Linked DNA regions of Manis javanica: region 2 is linked to region 1. Evidence: chromatin contacts called from public Hi-C data. All regions are on one chromosome and are shown on one strand. The core of a region is the stretch at or near the end of the contact, and the rest is flanking DNA. Distances in the headings are between cores, read along the strand shown. Region 1 holds the start of SNRPG (small nuclear ribonucleoprotein polypeptide G). Region 2 holds the start of MXD1 (MAX dimerization protein 1).

Region 1 (6,309 bases), core at 2,313-4,812:
TTGTGCTCATTCTGACAGCTAATTTTGTAGATGGGATCTTTGAAATTTTGATTCTTGGGTTGCTGTAACTTTCTCCTCCCATTCATTTTTCAGGCCTCTCTAATCAGACTTACTCTTCCACCCTGCCAGAACTGCGGTACCATTCCCTGCTGTGGGGCTAAATCCAGATGTCATTTCTCACTCTGATCTTACTCAGACTATCTGCATTATTGACTGATCACACTCCTTCCTGAAACACTGTCCAGTTGGGCATCAGGACACCTCACTCTCCTAGTTTTCCATCTCACTCTCTGGCCATCCTTTCTTGGCCTGCTTTCCTGGCTTTTCCCCCTTCTCCAACCTCTGAGCACTGGAGTGCCCAGGCCTGTCCTTGGACCTTCTCATTTTTCTATCTAGCTTTCTAGTCTCATAGCTATAAATATCTATATTCTGACAATGCCTATATTCATTTATAGTTCTGAACCAGATCCATTCCTGATCTCGATTCATATATCCAACTGTTTTCCTGAACATCTCCACTTACTTGTTTGTCTGTCTCCCATATAAATGCAATAAAGGCAAGAACGTTATCTTTTACTTATTGCTATATTCCTCAACATTAGAATGGTACCTGGCACATAGGAGATGCTCAATAAATATTTGTTGAAGTATTTTTCTGTAGCAAGGACAGACATGAAAGAATCAAAGTGTTTAACTTTCTGTAGTTGAGTAACAGAAGCCTTACTTACATTTCACTTCCTGAAAGGGGCTTTTATACAATTTATTCTGTCATTTACAGCTTTCTACTAATGCATTGTTTGGGCCTCCCTATGCCAGCCTCTGTTTCAATCAGAATAATCTTGGTTAATTGCACTGTTGTATCCCTTTAATATATGTCAATCCAAAATATGTAGCAAAGGGCCTTATCATGTGATAAGCACTCAGTAAATGAATCTATCCTCTCAGCCTTCTCAGCCCTCTTCCTTCTTGCCACAGGACCGCCTGGCCCGGTGCACCATGCATTGCAACGACAAGGCCAAAGATTCGATAGATATGGGGAGTAAAGAGCTTCAAGTGAAGCAGGAGCTGGAGAGTTGTGTGACCAAGTGTGTGGATGACCACATACATCTCATCCCAACCATGACCAAGAAGATGAAGGAGTCTCTCTTGTCCATTGGAAAATAGAAGTCTTTGCCCTTGGCCATGAGGGCTGAGGGCAAGAATCTATTTAAAAAGAGGAGTGGGGATTTTGGTCTTTTAAGCAAAGTTTATGAGTGAAGAAATTAAGAATGGCAGCAAGTTTAAGACATGTTACTTGCCTTTGGACACTGGTTCCTTTACGTTTCAGCCCTAGAAAGTGAAGTGGAAAAAAACTGGTGCTAAAATTTGGGTCAGAGAGATCACAGGAGAGTTTTTGATAGCCTAAATTTCATGTGGCAAGTACTTTCCTGACAGTAGACATCTCCCTTGTACCAAGACAGAACTCTCCAATGCACCAGATTCTTAATAGTACACAGGTACCAACAGCCTAGCAGTTTCCTCTCATCTGCCTGTTATCTGGTAGAGTGTGAGGAGAAATGTTTCTGTTTGTTGCCAACCTCCTGTTTACTAGAAGGGTCACCACGCCATTTTCTGTAAATTGTAAAACAAAATCCATGAGAGCACTAATTTAGAAGGGAAGAAAGGTTTCTGGGCCTTTGCTTTGCTTGATTTTGTTTTGTAGACAAGGGAATAGGGTTGACTTAGGATACGGAGTTGGGAGAGGTAGTTGGGATAAGATCTCTGAAAGGTTTCTTAGGGATATCCGTTTGTGGCAGTCAGGATGTGGATATGCATTTCTTGAAATACTCATACATATTTCAGCCTGGACACCCCGCAAAAACAGGCAATGTCACACTGGGTATGGGAAAAGCAGACCTTTTCTCACTGGCAACCATGATGGGCCGTAAGGCTATCCGCAGCTAGTAACAAGATGATCTTGCAATAACATTCTCTTGAAGGGAAAGGATGTTTTCATTGTACTATATACCGGTATCCAGGAATGACCAACGAAAGAGGCACTGTTGGCTGCTTAAGAGTTACAAAGTACTGAATTTGGGAAAACTGGGTTTTCATAGAACAGAATGGGATGAAATAAACCCAGTCAGTATTACTACCTCCTGATATAACAGAGCCCTATCGATATAGTCCCTGGGCAACAGGAAGGTCAAGGGAGAAAATGTAAGCAACTCAGGGGCAAGCTGTGACTCCTTTAGAGCAAAAAAGGGGCAGCCCCCCAGTACCAAATACTGCTTTTGCCTGGGGCCTTTGCAACAATCAGTGTTCCTGCCCCAGCTTTGGTACCTTAATCATTTTTATAAGGACCTAGTTGTTGTTTTACCAACTTACTACTTGAAATTATAATAGAGCCTGTCTGTGCTGTTTGGGGGCTGTGATATATTTTCCTACTTGCTCGATTTTAAAAAATAAAGTTCAATTTTTCCTCCCGTATTGTGTTTCTTCCCTTTTATCTGGGCAGTGAATATATAACTATTAGGATGCTTCTCTTTGTAATATGTGAAATAAGTTTCTTAAGAGGTCCAGAAGAGTGAATATAGTGTTACGGTTGGAATACAGGACTGATCCAATGTAAATGGGGGGATCTTTGAGAACAGGCTAGGGCACTATGTCTTGAAGTCCATCAGTGTAAACAGAAACTATAAGGCTAGAATTGAGTACTCATGTCAGGTCCTAGCTTCAGCTAAACAGTAATAGCAAATGGTGGAAAGGTACACAGTTATGACCCCTTTAGAGAAAATGCAACATCTAGGATTTTGAGTACCAGGAGTACAGACTATGAGTTTGTCTTTATTACCATTGGTATTTAAGTATAGCCATTACTGAACATTAGTAATAAATTGAATTTTTGAGAACCATCCCCTACCTAGAATCACCAGGATTTCTCTATTTTGGCCAAGTCTTCTGTAATCCCTATTTGATTCATAAATGTAAATTCTCCTATTTTGGGTGATTTAACTGAGAACAAGTTGACCGATTTTCACAATGCTCTTGACTTGAAAATGAGTACCACATACTAGCGTTTGTGTGCTGCACTTAACATTTTACATATAAGGCAAGGTACGTTAAGTGGGGGTTCTTTTGGAAGCAGTGTTAGAATTGCAGGAGCATCGGTTGGAAATACACTTCCGCGCTCTGGATTAAAATTCTTAAGACTGGCCCTGTCATCCTGCTCTTTGTTGCAGAGGTCACTAAGATGTTACTGGAACACTAGGCTTAGCATGACAATATACTGTGAAAACACATGCCCAAGAAATAGGGGCCCACTCCTGAGATTTTTATTTGGTCTATGTGAAGAAGATAACTGATGCGATCCACAAAGATAAGTAATTGACTAGTGCAGATCAGAGGTTTTATAGAACGCACACTGCACAGAACACTCAGAATTAAGGAAAACGCCCTGAGGCCCCACCCCCTCCATCCTAGCCAGTCGCGGGCAACGCAACCGGAAGCTAGAGCTGATCGACTCCATCAGGCTTCCCGTAAGTATCGCGAGGTGAAAATGTGAAAGCTTCCAGCAACCGATTGGCTAATGGGATCGTTGACGTCAGACGCAAAACGCCAGGCCTACCACGGGAGCGTGAGGTGGGCTGCGTTTGGAGTCCTTGAGCTCGCGGCGTAGGCACCATGAGCAAAGCGCACCCTCCCGAATTGAAAAAGTAAGTATATGTGAGGACCGCGCTTAAGTGGCAGTTTCTTAGCGTCCTTAAGAGTTTCTTAGGTCTTCCTCCATTTCCCATCAGTGCGCCTGGCACACTTACTCCCGCCCGAGGCCGCCGAGGTACCGGCCAGGGTCCCGCACTTCCGCGCCTGCAGTTCGCGCAGATGTCTCTTCAGGGCCTGGTCGGCATGGTTACCAAAGCTGGCCAAGGCGCCTCCATTCTGCAGACTCGCCTCTCTGGCCCGAATTTCTGGCCCACGTTTCCTCAGTACACTCCCTCGGACTCTCTGCCTCGTTACTTGGAGATCTCGAATGCCATCCTTTGTTGAGCATCTTTAATAGCATTAAGTTGTAGATAAGTGACTGGAGAATAATTATGTAAGGAGGTGCGTGGAATGAACATGCTTAGTAGTATATGAGGAATCAAAATCTACCTTAACCAAAACCCACGTTTGTAGCTGTTTCTTCGAACTTTAATTTAGTAATCCCATTCCTTTTTCTTGCTTGCTTGTACTTGTTAAACTGGAATGTCATGTGAAACCTTGTTCTGTTAACAGAGATGTGTGAGAACATTCATTTTTCTAATTAGAGGATAGGTTGGTTGCTTTTTCGATACCCAATAAAATCATCTCTAAAGTATTCCTACTTTAGACAGTGACCGATTTAAATGTTCAACCTCCTCAAAAACTCTTGACTGAACTTAACATGTACCATGTTTCCAAAGTACTTCTCTTTCTTCTGTTTACCATGTAATGGTAGAATTCTGCATGTAGTAATTGGTTAGCACAAATTATGCAGAATTGATCCAGGGATCAATTTGTGTGGCAGCCACCTGGGCACCTTGTTTATAGTTCATTTATTACTAGCTCCATAAAGAAGTAAAAAACTTCAGAAAAAGCTCATAGTTAATAATTCTGCATGTAAGTGCCTGTTTGTATCAAAGCCACCTTTTGGGTTAAAAACTATATTTGAGTCTTTTAAAGACAATTATTAAATCATAAGCCTGACATTAAGAAAAACACAAATTATTGTGAAAATGCAGGTCTAAAAGATATTCTTTCATTGGTGATCTGGGTAAAATCTTGTGTCCTCTGGATTCATCAGGAACTGGTGAAATGGTTAATTCTTTTTTTAGCAAAAGGACCAGGCTGTACTTGTAATTTTAAATTTCCTTTCTGATTTTTAACAGATACTTGAGAATTTCAGAGGATGAAACTAGTTTTAATACCTTTCTTTTCTCATACCTAGATATCATGAATTAGAAAATCCTGTCAGAAAGTCAAAATGACTTTGAAAATGTTTCTTCCTTTACTTTCTCACGCATGCCATCTTTTACACTTTTATACCCTCCTCGTGGTTTCGCATAACTCTGATTCTTCACTGGTGAGTGGGGAGTCTGATTGTATCAGCATGGGGTGGGTAGAGGCCAGGGGTACTGCAAAATACCCTACAGTACACTGGACATCCCTCAACAACAATCATCTGGCCACATAGGTCAGCATGGTGAAGTTGAGATAACCTGGGCTAACCGCATTTTCCCTCACACCTCTTTAAAAAAATCACTGCCAAGTAGTCTTGGCAATAACTGGCTCTGCCTTAATAACTTAACCACTGCATAATACAGTACAGACTTCTTCACCCAGCATCCAAGCTCCTCCATCTGAAATCCAAGCACCAAATATTACACACACAGGTATTTGAATGCCCTCTTCTCCATCCAAACGAAACTGTTTGTGTTTGCCCAAACTTTCTCACCTGCTATGTGACTGTGGACAATTTTACTTAACCTTTCCTAAGCCTCAGTTCCCCATCTTGTGAAATGGTAGTGATAATGGTATGTAACTTTAAAGTTGTCATAAGGGTTAATAAGCTCATATGTTATATTTGCTATTGTTTAATATATTAGAATAGGTTATTTAATACATCATACTATATATTTTTATTTGTAAATGTATCTTGCATCTTCTGTCAGGCTCCATGTCTTAGTTATCTTTGAATTCTCGTATGATGTGTTGTACACTAAAGTGGAATGAAATTTTCGGTTTTCTAGCCTAGAACTGGAAGAGGTAAAAAGTGGTTTGACTTAATTACTTAGTATTCATACTGCCTTGCTGAGATGCCATTTTCTTTTTTAATTCAAATTGTTAAAGCTTCAAAATATGCAGTTATTTTACTAAAATATACTTAGGTATTGAAGAGTATCCTGAACACTTAAGATGGATACTTAATTTTTTTTTTCTTTTCGAATCAGATACTTTTTATTTGGGTAAATTCTCAAAAAGTAGAATTACTGGGTCATATAATATTTCTATTTCTAGGTTTTTGAGTAACCTATACTGCTTGCCACAGTGGCTGGACCAATTTACATCACCACCAAATGTATAGGAGGGCTCCCTTTTCTCCACATCCTCACAAACACTTGTTATTGTGCTTAGATGGTGGGCATTCTGACTGGTGTGAGGTGATAATCTCATTTTGAATTTGGTTTGCATTTCCCCGATGATTAGGGATGTGGAGCATCTTTTCATATGCCTGTTGGCCATCTATATGTTTTCCTTGGAAAACTGGTCCTCTGTCCATTTTGTGACGAAATTGGTTTTTTTGGTGTTGAG
Region 2 (6,309 bases), core at 1,380-3,879, 310 kb after region 1:
CCCCACCAACTTTCCTGTGAAACTTGGGAAAAAATAAAGTGCCAAGGATAAAGTTTTGACTATTAATGTGTACAATTCCCTACAAACCATGAGGAGACAAGAATAAAAGCAACAAATGGACTACATTTTTCCAGAAAAGTAAACCAAACCTTTTCAAAGTTCTTGTATATAAAACTTTAAAAACCAATATTGTAACAAAACACAACACAGCTAAATTATTTTATACCATTGCATAATACAAGTGATTATTCATATCTTTCTTAAAGGCCTTAGTACCCATGCACACTTACTGGCTACCACCTTCAGGTTAATGCTAAAGATGGGAGAGGCAAAACCACCAGGTAGTTAATTACCAGGTTCATCCTTCACGTGCCTTCCATGCCTTCCTATTCAAGAGGTACTCACATCCTGTGGTTTTACCAACACTAAGGACAATGGGGTGAATCAAGGACAGAAGTGGCAGCAAGAACAAGTTGAGTTTTAGGCTCAAGTGGGAACCTTCTGGCTTTTAGTGGTCTGTATTGTGCCACAAAGCTGAACAGATAATAGTTATATGCAGGGAGTTATTCATGAGGATGGGAGAGGGATAAGGATTCTAAATCAGTGATGAAAATATCAGTGATTTTAATTTATTGGAATGAAAGGTATAATTCAAAAAGATCTCATAAAACAGGCTTCCTAGTTAACTTATTTTAAGGGAAAAAAGGGGCAATAGCATTAATGGGGTACTTACATGTACCAGGGACTATGTTCACGGCTTTAATATGTGATTTCATTGACCATGAACCAAATACTTTCCAGTGAGATTCAGAGATTTAAAAAACTATGAGGCTAACATAAAAAGGTGGTGGTATACTAGTATATTAATGTTATATTAATGTTATATACTCTTCTATCACCAAAAAGGTAGGTTTTAACCTTAATCATTCCTCTTTGCCATTATACACAGATGTGAAAAATTATCAGATAAACCACTGAATTTGTATGTCAATATGAAATCCTACCACCTATGTCAAGTCAGATACTGTAACATTTATAAAATCTTCACTATGAAAAATCAAGAGAAATAATGTCCAGCTTTTTCAATATATAGAATACAAAACCTTTCAATTATAGAAAAAGAATCTGCAACTTTTGAAGGCAAAATATTGTCAGTGTTGCTGATCTCACTGGAAGTTTTCATAGAGTTTTGTTTCAAAAGGGAAGAAAACCACAATTAAATTTTTTAGAAAGTTGATAAAGAAATATCAAACATTTCCATTTCTCTCTTTTCTTCAGTTCCCTAACCCCAAACAGAAGGGCTGCTTCCTTAAATGGCTTAAGACCATGTATACATTACTGAATCATTTAATTTACAGGGTTATAATCACAACAGGCAACTTCCATTCTGCAGTTGGTGTCATTTTCAGTATAATCTAAAAGAGAAAGAGAAATATTTACCAAATTACCTGCTACTGCTGTTATTCTTCTTGGGTTTGTTCCTCCGTTTTAAGGCATCTCTGTCCTTGTTATTGTATGGTAACATGGAGGCATAACCATGCTCAGCTTCTAGAAAACCGGAGGATCCAGTTAATGAATGAGCCCAAAACTCTCAATACTCTTTCCCCTACACAGTATTTCCTTTTCAAAAGGTACTTACTTTTCATTAAAAGAATAATGTGAAAATAAACGGAGCAAAGTGGAATTCTTAGAACAATAATTGTTTTTTTAATTGTGCGAACACCCTCTGTACGGAGCAGGTGTAAGGAGCATTCTAGTTGCTCATTGTTGAGAAAGACACGTAAGTCGCCAAGCTCATGGAGCCTGGGTTTCCCGTTGGCAACGTCCAGCAGGTTGGTGTGTGTTAAGTGGGACCAGCTTCAGGCGAAGATGCTGGGCAAACACCGGGAGTCAGGGTCGGGGGTTGCGGAGCCGTACAGGAGAGGCGCTGCTCCTCCAGCAGGTCCACGTAGGGGCCGGCCGGGGCAAGCCCCGCTGAGGTAAACCAAGAGCCTGGCTGAGCGGTCCCCGGGCACCCCACTAGCCACGGGGTGAAGGGAAGAAGGTGTCGCGCTTGGGACCTCGGGGGGAAGCGGCCCCTTTGCCACCCTCATTCTTTGCCTTTGGGGCAGCGGCAGCCTCCCAGCGGACCGCGCGTGGAGAGAACTGGAGGGGTTGGGAGCGCTCGCGGTCGCCCTCTCCGAGCCTCCAACCACCCCCAGAGTGGTTGGGCGCCCCGACCCGCGGCCAGGACCCTCAGAGCCCTGGCCGGGTCTCGGCCCGAACCCCTCCCGTCCCCGTGCACCTCTCTCCCGCCGCTCCAGGTAATCGGCCGCCTCCAGCAGCATCTGGATGTTCATCCGAACCGCCGCCGCCATTCTGCACCGGGGGCCGGAGCCACGGGACCAACCCCCACTGCTCACAGGCTCACGAGCTCGCCGCCGCCGCCGCCGCCGCCGGACACCCTCGCCCCGCTGTGGACCCCGTAGAACAGGGTTGAGAGAGCTTCTCCGGCGACCACGCTCGCAAGAAGAGGGGGAAGGGGCCGGTGAGCTGGGCACCACACACACAGTGACAGAACCCGGAGAAAAGCAGCAGCCGCCACCGTCGCGCAGTGTTTATCCCCGACTCACCATCCCCCCGCCCCCAGCCCCTTCTCTTGACAGGCCCTCTTCGGCTGCGTTCCTCATTGGGTACCCCAAAGAATGCCCAGCCCCTGAGCTTGTCCGATTGGGAAAGGGCATCAGGGCCCCGCCCCTTAGAGTCCGCTCCTCTCCCTGGTTGGTCACACTTGACAAGACCCGGGCTCCGCCCCCTCTTTCCAATTGGTGACAGTGCTAGCAACTCCGCCTCGTACTCCTTCCCTATTTTCCATTGGGTCTATAACAACAACCAGGCCCCTTCTGCTTTGTTCCCATTGGCCAAGAGCTACAGAACGCAAGCCACTTTGCCTGTTTCCCATTGGTGAAGCCTTCTGAAACCTCCCAGCTACGATGACGTCACCTTTCTCCAGACCCAGAGAGCCCTGAGTGGCTGGTGATCCCCGGGCCGGGTACTCCTCCCTGGATCTGGCATTGGCTGCCGGGGCTGAGGGAGTCGAGCAGCGCTGATTCACCGGCGGCCGCGGAACTCGGCTCCACCCTGCCCCGCCTGGGACCTGTTGCCAGGACCTGTCCCCGGGGAAAAGTTGCGGGGCCCTGCTGGGCGCCTCTGAAGTGGAAGGCTGTTACCGCGCATTGCCTGGGAGCTCTGCCCCACTCGGTTTCGGAACCAGAGTCCTCGGTCTGGCGGCCGCGGCCCATAGGTTCCAGGCTTCCCGGGACGGGGACGGTAGAGGGATTTGAGTAAGTCTCCAGAAGGGAGAGCGGCACCAAAAGCCCGGTGGGTGGCCGGCCTGGTGAACCTTGAAGGGAAAAGCTTGGTCTCAGCGTTCTCTCTGGGAAAGCGCTGGAGTCTGGTAGCTGTAAGCGGCACTGAGCGCCTCCTTCAAGGCACTCCCCACGCCCAGGAGCTGGCGTTACTCCCTCACGCGAGTGGGTTTTAAAGCTCAGAAACTTCCCGTGCCTACAGAATGACGCTCAGTCTCCCAGTTTCTCTGACCTAAATCTCTTCCAGGGTCTTTCCTTCCCTTTTAATTCTAGATGAAAACATTCAAGGATACTTCAAGATAGCTAAAAATGGTGTTTGTATCAATATAAATGTTTAAAGAACGAAACGTTTAAGGATTGTTCCTTAAGCCTATCAAGATTTCTGAGATGAGAGCTATCTTGAGACCCAAGTTACATTAACATACTGACACGTCCACTTTAAAAAGTTGGAATAAAATTCTCTGTAAATTGAGAACCTGAATATAGAAATGAATAAAACGTGAACATATTTCACAAACCTTTAAAAAAAAGTTTGCTGTTGCCAATATATGAAAACAATACCTTACTATGTGTTAGGTAATTTGCCTACGTTATCTCTAATCTGTAACAAAACCGCATTAGGTGTGTTAATTATCTTTATTTTACACGTGAGGAAACTGAGGCCCAGGGTAGCTGAATGACTTACCTCATCTTCCATTTGTCTGGAGATGGAAGCTGAACCTAAATCTCTTCCACCCAGAGCCCACGCAACTAAGGCTCCCTGACAGTTGTTCTAAAAACAACAGTTAAGAAACATTTCCAGACTGAGTCACAAAACACCGATACTCAAACACTGGGGAAAAAGGAGAAACTTGTATGTACAATTATGATGGGAAATTTTTAAATGTGTCCTTTTTAATGGTTGACAAATCCATTAAAATTAAATGAACTCAACAGAATTAGAATAAGTAAATATAGTAACCCATGCTTTACATACAGGAAACTATTTTCTGATTTTATGGGTTAACTGAATCTAAAAGTTGATTTTTTATGAAAACTAATAAATACATATACTGAAGATAAAAGTTGTCAACACAGAGAGAAATGAAAATGGGGATATAAAAATTTTAAAGAGTATTTTTAAATTGTAAGTTATTTGTACAACAAATTTGAAAATTGTAATGAAATGAATTATGTACCAAAACATAATAGATCCTTCACTTAAAACCATCCTGGCTGAAAATCACACATATAAAAAATAAAAAAAGGAAAAAAAGTTGTATTTGAGTCAGAAATAGCAAATTAGTAATTTAAACACCAACAGGTTTATCTTAAACTCCAAATAAAAATGCTAAATTATATAACAATCTGAAAATTAGATGAAAGAACGGACCCTTCCTGTTCCCTGGTGGTAGTGGGGAGAAGTGATCCATTATCCAGCAACACCAAGAGGAATTAGTATCATGAACAACCTCAAAGGGCTTTTGGTGCCATCTACTGGAAATCAAGCAGTGAGTATAAAACATTTGGTTTTGTTTTTCTAGAAATCATTTTACACCAATGTATACAATGACTAGTTAAAAAATCTGAAAGCACAGGTTTTGAAGAAAGAACTGAAAATCCTAAAACAAAGTACAAATGGTGTCCCCCAGTACCTGGTGCCTCAAAGGCATATTACATAAGCACTGTCTGATAAACACAGCAGCAAAAATAAAAACTGGGAATTCCAGATTATCAGAATTTTAATTAAAAACTATGGGTAATAGCATGAACATGGGCTGACAGTAGTTTATATCTTTGAGCAGGTATCAAAATAAACTAATGGAAGTAAAAGAGAATGTTGAAAATGGGGAAGCACAAAGATATAAGATATTTGTTAGATAATCTTCACTGCCATCTTTTAGAAGCTAAGATACAGTCTCCTTCTTTTGAGGGGCTTATACTGTGGATGGGCAGAGGATAGTATGAAAATGCCAGTGCTAAGCAGCATGCTCCTTAAATGCTATGGGAATTCTGACAGATACGCCTCTTCAGAGGGTACCTCAGGGTGGCAAGGAAGACAACTTTGTAATATCATCCTTAAATGTCTAACAAGTTCCAAAATCATGGGAATTAAAACACCCTATTTATAACTGAGTTTAATACCTCCTAACCACTATTTTCATTTTAATGAAATTTTTATTAGTTTTTGAGGAATTGATTTTGTTCTTTGAAATAGAATAATCAGAACTGGAATTTTCTGCTTCAGTAATATCAATCCCCTTCTTTGGGCTATTTTGGACACTCCAATATCATGATTCATTAAGACATTAAGTTTTAAAAATGCTGCCTTACAAAAAATTAGTCACTCCACAAAGATTTGATTTTAAAAATGGCTAAACCAACAGTGGTATACACATTACACAAAATACTATACTGCAGTTTGAAAAAAAGGTAGCAGTACATTTTCTATCATGGAAACCTCTAAGGCAGCACTGCATAAATAATTAAGTTATAATTATTTACATATGAACTTATTTGTGTAAAAAAAAACTATTTCTTCCTTTCTCACCTTAATGTTACATATATACATGCATTGACAAAGGTCTAGAAGGGTACACCGCAAAGGATTCACAGTGAAGGGGCAACAGGACTAGGCCTGTAGGTACTGTTCAAAGGGATTTAGCTTTGTTATAATGTCTTAAAATTTTTACAGGAAAAATGTGTTCATTTATTACTTAGGTAGCTAAAGGTTAACATCCGAATCAAGGGAATCAAGTGAAAAAAGTTCAGAGAACTATATTCACGAATTCAACAAATATTTATTGATAGTGCTGCACTCTGTGCCAGGCACTGTGTGTGGTGCTGGGGATACAATGGAAAACAAGACAAGAAAGCACCATTCCTCAGAGCTTGACGTCTAATGGAAGAACCAGACAGTAATAGATGAATAGGGTGTCAGGCGGTGGTAAGTGCTATATGGAAAAGGAAACTTTTACAGAGC

Evidence for each region. Hi-C and Micro-C count contacts between places; a contact is called where the count stands out from the background.
Region 2: a contact with region 1 is called in a Hi-C map of blood, with 4 times the contacts expected there. The contact joins the promoter of MXD1 here to the promoter of SNRPG in region 1. A contact is called at or near these places in 2 of 2 Hi-C or Micro-C datasets (blood and fibroblasts).

What each region holds. Positions count from the first base shown.
Region 1 is chr1:183,621,452-183,627,760 of MJ_LKY, forward strand. SNRPG (small nuclear ribonucleoprotein polypeptide G) reads left to right here and starts at 3,563. Exons shown (of 4, transcript XM_017669149.3): 1 at 3,563-3,695. The coding sequence starts at 3,664. FAM136A (family with sequence similarity 136 member A) reads left to right here. Exons shown (of 3, transcript XM_017669148.3): 3 at 976-2,469. The coding sequence ends at 1,164.
Region 2 is chr1:183,927,407-183,933,715 of MJ_LKY, forward strand. MXD1 (MAX dimerization protein 1) reads right to left here and starts at 2,630. Exons shown (of 6, transcript XM_073212028.1): 1 at 1,640-2,630; 2 at 1,449-1,548. The coding sequence starts at 1,646.